Regions from separate parts of the Sus scrofa genome. Here region 2 is linked to region 1. Evidence: chromatin contacts called from public Hi-C data. All regions are on one chromosome and are shown on one strand. The core of a region is the stretch at or near the end of the contact, and the rest is flanking DNA. Distances in the headings are between cores, read along the strand shown.

Region 1 (3,838 bases), core at 543-3,042:
TTTGCAAGTACTTATAAGGTTTCTATTGTGTGCACTAGGGAAGGAGAAAAGATGCCCAAGAAATGGCCCCTGTCCTCAGGGAACTTAGAGTCTATTATGATTGGATACAGCAAATGCAGAATAACTGTAATGTAATGTAGAAAGTTATAACACCAGGGGAAAGAATGGAAAAACCTACCTCAAGGATATTCAAGAGAGAAAGAAATCATTTCTTATTTGGGATAGTCAAAAAATACTTTATGGAAGATTTGAGTAATAATATTAAGAATGAAAAAAAAAGAATGAAAGTAAGAGGCAGATCAAAATGGCGGAAGAGTAAGACGTCAAGCTCACCTTCTCCCGCAAACACAAAACAGAAACACATCTACATGTAAAATGACTCACACAGGACATCTACTGAATGCTGGCAGAAGAATTAAACCTCCAAAAAGGGCAAGAAACACTTGAAAAACTGGGTAGAATAAAAGAAAAAGAGAGAGAGAGAAAAGGAATCAGGACGGGCTAGCATTCCTGAGAGGGAACTGTGAAGGAGAAAAGGAAACCACATCCTGGGAAGCTACCTTACCGACCATAAGATCAGTCAAGACAGAGGAACCTCAAAGTTACGGAGAAAAGCACAGCAGCTTGACTGAGGAGGGCAAAGTAGAGTGAGAGCCGCACAGATCATCTGCAGCACCTCCCTGGACACCACAGCCTGAGACACTCAGGCGGGGGCTGAACACTGAGACTTAGGCTCTGGAGGTCAATCCCAGGGAAAGGACTAGGTTTGGCTGTGTGGAAACAGCCTAAGGGGCTAAGGAGCAATGTGCCACAAGCAGGGAGCAGTGTGCTATGAACTGGGGAGTGGAACTCCATGGCAGAGGGAACCAGAGAAAAGGTCTGGGCCCGCAGGAGAAGCAAGACACCATTGTTGGGGAGGGTGAAAGGAGGAGGGGTAGACTGCCGTAGGAATCTCCCTGTGCATGCACATGGGCTCCCAGAGGGCAGGGTACCTCTGGTGCCGGCTACAGGTAGTGAGAAGCTACTTGTTTGAGCTAAGGGCAGTGGGGGGCTAAGTGTGTTGTGTTGCCTCTTGCATGACCTACAGGCAGCGGGAATGGACCATGGCAGGTATCTCAGAGGCCAGAGGGAGGCATGACATGGAACAACCAGGGGCCTGTGAGTGGGCTCCACCTGTGGCTCCAGTCATCACAGCGGTTGGCAAAAAAAAGAGGGCACTGCAGCCAAGCACCACACATTATTTCTGTCACCCCTATGGGAACACACCCACCCTGTAGCTTCCACTGCCAAACACTCTGGGAAGGACCCAGATGCTTGATCACTGTCCCTTCCCAAGTCCCTACAACTAGGAGCAGTTGTTGCAGCACCTCCTGCATGGGCTAAGCAGGATGGGGTGCTTCTTGCATGGTCTGCAGGTGGCAGGAGCAAACCACCACCCTTATCTCTGACTCTAGAGGTGGGTGTGGAGTCAGAGAACAAGAATCCCTGAACAGGAGCCATTTGCAGCCCCAACCACCTCAGAGAGCACTACAATGGAGGACTTGGTGACAGAAGATCACATGTTGTTGCTCTAGCTCCCCTGGGAGCACATCTGCTCTGCTGTTGCCACTGCCAAATGCTCTGGGCAGTGCCAAGATGCTTGATCACTGTCCCTTCCCAGGAACCTACAACTAGGAGCAGCTGGTGCAGTACCTCCTGTGGGGGCTAAGTGGGATGAGGTGCTTCTTGCATGGTCTACAGATGGTTGGGGCAAACCACCACTGTTATCTCTGACTGCAGAGGTGGGCGTGGCCTGCCGCCACTGGAGGTCCGTGAACAGGCACCACTTGCAACCCCAGTCACCTCAAGGGCATCACAGAGGAGGGCATTGTGACTGAACACCACCTGTTGCTCTCGCACCCCTGGGAGCACAGCAGCTCTGTTGCTCCCATTGCTGAATGCTCTGGGCGGTGCCCACATGCTTGATCTCTGTCACTTCCCAGGATCCTGCAACTAGGACAGTCTGTTCAGCCCCTCCTGTGTGGGATGAGTGAGAAAGGGTGCTTCTTGCATAGTCTTCAGGTGGCAGGGGAAAACCACTGCAGTTATCACTGACTCCATAGGTGGTTGTGGCCCGCTACCAATAGGGGTTCCTGAACAGGCACCACCTGTGGTTCCAAACACTTCAGAGAAGGGCATTGCAATTGAACACTATCTGTTGTTGCTCTCACTCCCCTGGAAACTCACACCCTGCTACTGCCACTGCCAAAAATGCTCTAGGCACCTTGTAAATCTGCCTAGGCTCATTACTACTTCCCAGGGCCCTGCAACTAGAAGTAGCCAGTGGCAACTTCCTGCAGGTCCTTGCTGCTATTAAGAGCTCAGCAACCAGTCCCTGACTACTAGCCCTACCCACTGCTTCCTTCTCCCTGGAAACACACTCAGCACCCTGGGGATTACAGCCTGCTCACACTGAAGAAAGAGAAGCAAATATTCCAACTCCCACACCAAAAATAAAGAGTAACCTCCCACATTATACAAAGGGGTGCTATTGCATAGAAGTAGCCTTCTGTGACTGTAGTTTTGTTTCCTAAACTCATAGAAAAAGAAAAACATAAGCAGGGTGAAGAAGCTCAGGAAACATTCCCAGTTATAAAGAACAGGAGAATTCACCTGAAGCAGCAAACAATAAAACAGATCTCTGCGTCAGACAGACACTGAGTTCAAAAGGGAGGTAGTGAAAATACTGAAGGAATTAAGGCTGAACATCAAGGAATTGAGTCGATATGAACAGTAATGCAGATTCCTTTAGAAAGGAACTAGAAAATATAAGAAGGAACATAGAAAAATTGTAAAATTCATTTGCAGAGACACAAACTGAAGTAAAGACACTAAAGAGCAGAAAGAATAATGCAGAGGAACAAATTAGTGACCTAGAAGATATAATAATGGAAATCACCCCATCAGGACAGCAGATGGAAAACCAAATGAAAAAACATGAAAGCAATATAAGAGATCTATGGGATAATATAAGGCAGGCCAATCTACACATAAGAGGGATTCTAGAAGGAGAAGAAAAAGAAGAGGGGATTGAAAATATATTTGAAGGATTATGTCTAAAAACGTTCCAAATCTAAAGGAAACTCTAATTGAGATATAGGAAGCATAGAGGGCTCCAAACAAGTTGAACCCAAATAGGACCACACCAAGACATATTATAATAAAAATGGCAAAAGTTAAAGATAAAGAGAGGATTCTAAAGGCAACAAGAGAAAAGCAAAGCATTAATTATAAGGGAACCCCATAAAGCTATCAGCTGATTTCTCCACAGAAACACTACAGGCCAGAAAGGAGTGGCAAGGTATATTTAAACTGCTGAAAGAAAAAAATTTGCAACCTAGAATACTCCATCTAGCAAGAATATCATTTAAATAGAAGGGGAAATAAAGAATCTCTCCAACAAACAAAAGCTAAAAGAGTACAGTACTAAACCCATTCTAAAATAAATACTGACAGGGCTTCTCTAAATTAAAAAAAAAAAAGGCAAGAAGAAATAGGATGGATGAAATCATAGTTATTAAGCAATCACTTAAATAAGCCAGTATACAGATCTAAAAGAGGAAAAAAAAAAAAAAAAAAAAAAAAAACCTCTGTAAAAGTGAAGATAAACTTGAGGAACAGCAAAAGGACAAAAATAAAGATGTTAAAAAAAAGACTTCAAAATCATAAAATGTGGGGAAGAAAGTAAGAAAATATAGTTTTTTTTAATTTTAATAATGTGTTTGAGCCTATATGACTATGAGGCTAAAGCAAGCAGATACAGGAAGGGGTTAACATTCTTAAAAAATGGGGCAACTGC
Region 2 (3,838 bases), core at 771-3,270, 100 kb after region 1:
CCTCCTACATTCTTTGGTTGAGACCCCCCATGCCATAATATAAGACAGATTATCAGGAGAAAAAAAAATTTACGTGCTATGTATAGGAACCCTGCAAAGATATGAGGCACCAAATGTGGCCAGAAATTAAGACTTATATGCTGAGCTAGGAATGCTTAGGAGACTGAGGCTTCAAAGAGAAGGGCAAATGTTTAGTAAACCGAGTTTGCCCTGTTATGCTCAGGTGAAAAAATTATCTCTGGAGGTAGATTTCTTCCTGGTACAGGTCCCCTTTCTAATATAAATTTTCCTTCTACTCTGTTTTCAGAGTTTCTCCTGTGTCTGCAGTTTCTCAAAATAATCCTTATGCCAAAGAGCAATCTTTTGGATGGCACATTCTGCTCCCCTTCACAGTTAATCTATCCTAGGAATTGGGCTGAGTGCTTTACATCAATTCTATCACTTAATTTTCACAAAACTCTATGAAATAGGTGCTGTGACTCCACTCCTTTTACCGATAGGACTCAGAAAGTTTAAATAACTTGCCAGAAGTCACACAGCCAGTGATAGCACCTACTTTGTATGTTTGGGGGATTAAAGGAGATAACGCATGTATGCAAGTGTTTAGAATAGAGCCTGGTATACCATGTATATTGTTCCCAGACTGTATAGTGGTTCTTAGTAGGATTCTTTGCCTCACTCTCTTAGGAGAGGCCATTCTGACTTAGTCACCTTGGAAGGAGATTTTTACCAACTAAAATAACCCCACCAGTCACCAGCTAGCAGAAAGATTTTCAAATCAGCTGCTTATGACAAATGCCAGAGTCATCAAATTCTTTTAATTAAAATTAACTCTTGAATCCCCAATTTATTCAGTTTCGTAAATCTAAGACTAGGAATTTTTAGGGAGAATGAACTATAGTCAGAGTCACATCATTTGTTTCTCATTTTTCATTTAATTATATTCTTATTTAAAATTTTGGTGGAAATCATATTTTATATCCTGCAATATGTCCATTCCAACAGAAGAGACACTTTATTGCTACCTCTTCCTTTACTATCCTTTTTTCTTCTCAAAGCCTCTGGCTCCATCCTGCCCCACCACCACCCCTCTAAGCCAACTCAATCATTGTTCCTGGCTCCATATTTGGATGTACCTGGTTCCCGATCTCTCCAGTTGGACTCTTGACCAAAGAGGTTATTAGACGGGTAAGGCTTCCTCTTCCTAATGACCACCACTCATAGCATAACTTGGATATATAATCAGATGAAGACGAAGGGCAGAGAATACAAAGAGTACCTGTCCCACCACACTCCATGCTACCCTCTCCCAGCACATGGGAGGGCCAGCACTCAGAGCCAGAGAAGACGATTCTGGGGCTGGCTCCTTAATCCCCCTTCCAACCTCTTTCAGGAATCTGTCTTTAAATTCCCAGAGTATGGAGTTTCAGTAGTGGCTCAGTGGTTAAAGAACCCAACTAGAATCCATGAGGATGTGGGTTCAGTTCCCTGGCCTCGCTCAGTGGGTTAAGGATCTGGTGTTGCCGTGAGCTGTGGTGTAGGTTGCAGACATAGCTCAGATCCCACATTGCTGTGGCAGTGGTGTAGGCCAGCAGCTGTAGCGCCAATTAGACCCCTAGCCTGGGAACCTCCATATGCCACAGGTGCGGCCCTAAAAAAAAAAAAAAAAAAAGACAAAATTCTAAATTCTCAGAGTTGTCAAAGGATTAGCAAACACACTTTTAACTGCTCTTTTCCTCTCTGCTGTCCTCAATCAAGCCCTTTAACCTCATCTCTTTGTTCAGTGGAGTGACTCTGGAGACACTACCTCCACATTCTTCACCAGCACTGAAAGGTGAGAGGCAGTGCGACAGGTGACATGGATGGTGTTTTAGTCCCTCCCATTCACCTCACTGGCCAAGGAGAGATTCCTGCATTAGGGTTCTGAGGTGGCCAAACACTTGACACCCACCCTGGAGAGATAGCACAAACCGCAGTTAGTCACAGCCACTCATGGCTCAAAGGAAGAGGACACAGCACCCACACAGGGCTACATGGAGGCTGCACTCAGGGACAGAGGTAAAAACCAGGGGCTGTGGGAGGCAGGCTTTGTAGTAGCAAGAGCGGGAGATGCCTTCTGTTTACCACAGGAGGATGCAATTATTTTGTTTCAGTAGTCCCACAGGCTGGCAGGAAAGTAAAACCCATCCCTCAGGAATAAGAAGAAACTGTGCCTGGTCCCCTTGATAAGGAGGCTTGTTTGGTTAAGGGGCCTTATCTGTGAAAGCAGAGTGGGGAGGGGAACATGGGTTAGGTTCGGCTACTCAAGGCCCTCAAATTTATCAGCTGTCAAGGTAGCACATAATATTAATTTTAGGCCTTACATCACAGAAGGTGAGTACAAAAGGGAGTCTGTGCAAATAGATTTTGGCATGCACAACTAGATGCAGAGCAGGTTAAAAACTTGAGAGACAAAGTCTATCATGCAAGCTCGGATATTGTTCTTCAAAGCCAGAAATAGAGTGTGATGTTCAAAAGCCCTCCATGAAAGCAAAGCTCTGCTCTCAAGCCTCAAGAGCTGGCTTTATTTTTTTTTTTCTTCTTTCATAAGATTCTTGAGACTTTTGTTTGCTTTGTATTAAGCCTAGGTAATTATTTGGGAGAAAATATATTGTTAGGATTACGGGAGACACACATATGTATGGAAAACACATGAGTTATAAAGCCTCCTATCAGTGTACGGTCACTATTTAAGCAGATCAAAAACAACAGCAAGCTTTTGCATTTCACTCAGAACTTACTGCGAGGTTCCTGTACACCACCTCTCTGTTCATTCTCGCGCCTGCCCTGCCAGGTACATGCTGTCCTCAGAAGGGGAAAGATCACAGGGTCAGATGGTTACTAAGTGACAGCAGGGATATTACCTCAAGCCTGTAAAACTTTTTGAAGTTTTGCTATTAAGTGTCTAGTCTGAGGAATGAAGAATAATACTGTATCTTTAACTAGATAGTATAATTAGGGAGACCAGCTATTCATTCATTTCGACATTCAGCAGATAACATTGGACTGACTGTTGTGTGCCAGGCAATATCTCAGTGATGAGAAGTCAAGAGCCTCAAGTTCATGATTCAAAGAAGCATGTGGAAGTCTGGACATCCACTTCTGACCAAGACAGAGGAACAAGTTGGGTTTACCTTCCCACCTTAACAACTAAAAAGTTATGAATAAAATATAGGAAACAGTGGTTTTTAGATCCTGGACAATAGGCAGCAGAGGGCAGTGATCCCTTAGAGAAGGGAAAGAAGGGGACCCTATGACAACCCTCGGTCACTGCCTGGTGTCCAGGCCTCAGCCTCAGGATAGGGAGCTCAAACGATGCCCAGTGATCTCCTTGAGTTGATGAGAGAGTTGAGACTTTGGGGAGGCCAGGGCAGCTACAGGAAACATGAAAACCCAGCTGGATGGAAAGGAGAGATGCACAGAGAGAAAAACTTCTGGAGATCTCTTAAGGGTTCCTCTTGAGTCTCAAGCTGAGTACTGATCACTGCATGTAAGGAAACTACCAAAGCCAAGAAAGGACCACCTCAAGAAACTACAAGGACCATCCCTGGGGTCACACAGGACTAGAGGTACTTTGTGATCCCACCAACCTAATATATAGGGCATCAGATAGGGTATACAGGAGAAGATACCACCATGGCAGTGAACCTAAAGACTGCTCTGGTCTTGCCTAACAAGACTCAATAGCAAGCCTTGAAAGGATCAAACTATTTCCAAGTAACTAAACTACAGGAAAAAAAAAAAAAGCTCAAGAATATTTAAAGGGACACTGTAATAGCCAATAATAAGCAACAAGGTA

Evidence for each region. Hi-C and Micro-C count contacts between places; a contact is called where the count stands out from the background.
Region 2: a contact with region 1 is called in a Hi-C map of fetal liver, with 1.8 times the contacts expected there. The contact joins two enhancer-like sites. A contact is called at or near these places in 2 of 47 Hi-C or Micro-C datasets (embryonic fibroblasts and fetal liver).

The regions. Positions count from the first base shown.
Region 1 is chr5:48,229,944-48,233,781 of Sscrofa11.1, forward strand. The region is part of intron 4 of LMNTD1 (lamin tail domain-containing protein 1); the gene reads left to right. Among named protein-coding and RNA genes, the nearest start is that of KRAS, 280 kb to the right of the region's middle. Within about 2 kb of position 1,793, at least 2 of the 83 cell types and tissues checked have an H3K27ac peak or open chromatin away from gene starts, as enhancers often do. A contact at or near this core is called in fetal liver, where this site is marked.
Region 2 is chr5:48,331,686-48,335,523 of Sscrofa11.1, forward strand. All of the region lies in intron 12 of LMNTD1 (lamin tail domain-containing protein 1), which reads left to right. Among named protein-coding and RNA genes, the nearest start is that of KRAS, 180 kb to the right of the region's middle. Within about 2 kb of position 2,021, at least 4 of the 83 cell types and tissues checked have an H3K27ac peak or open chromatin away from gene starts, as enhancers often do. A contact at or near this core is called in fetal liver, where this site is marked.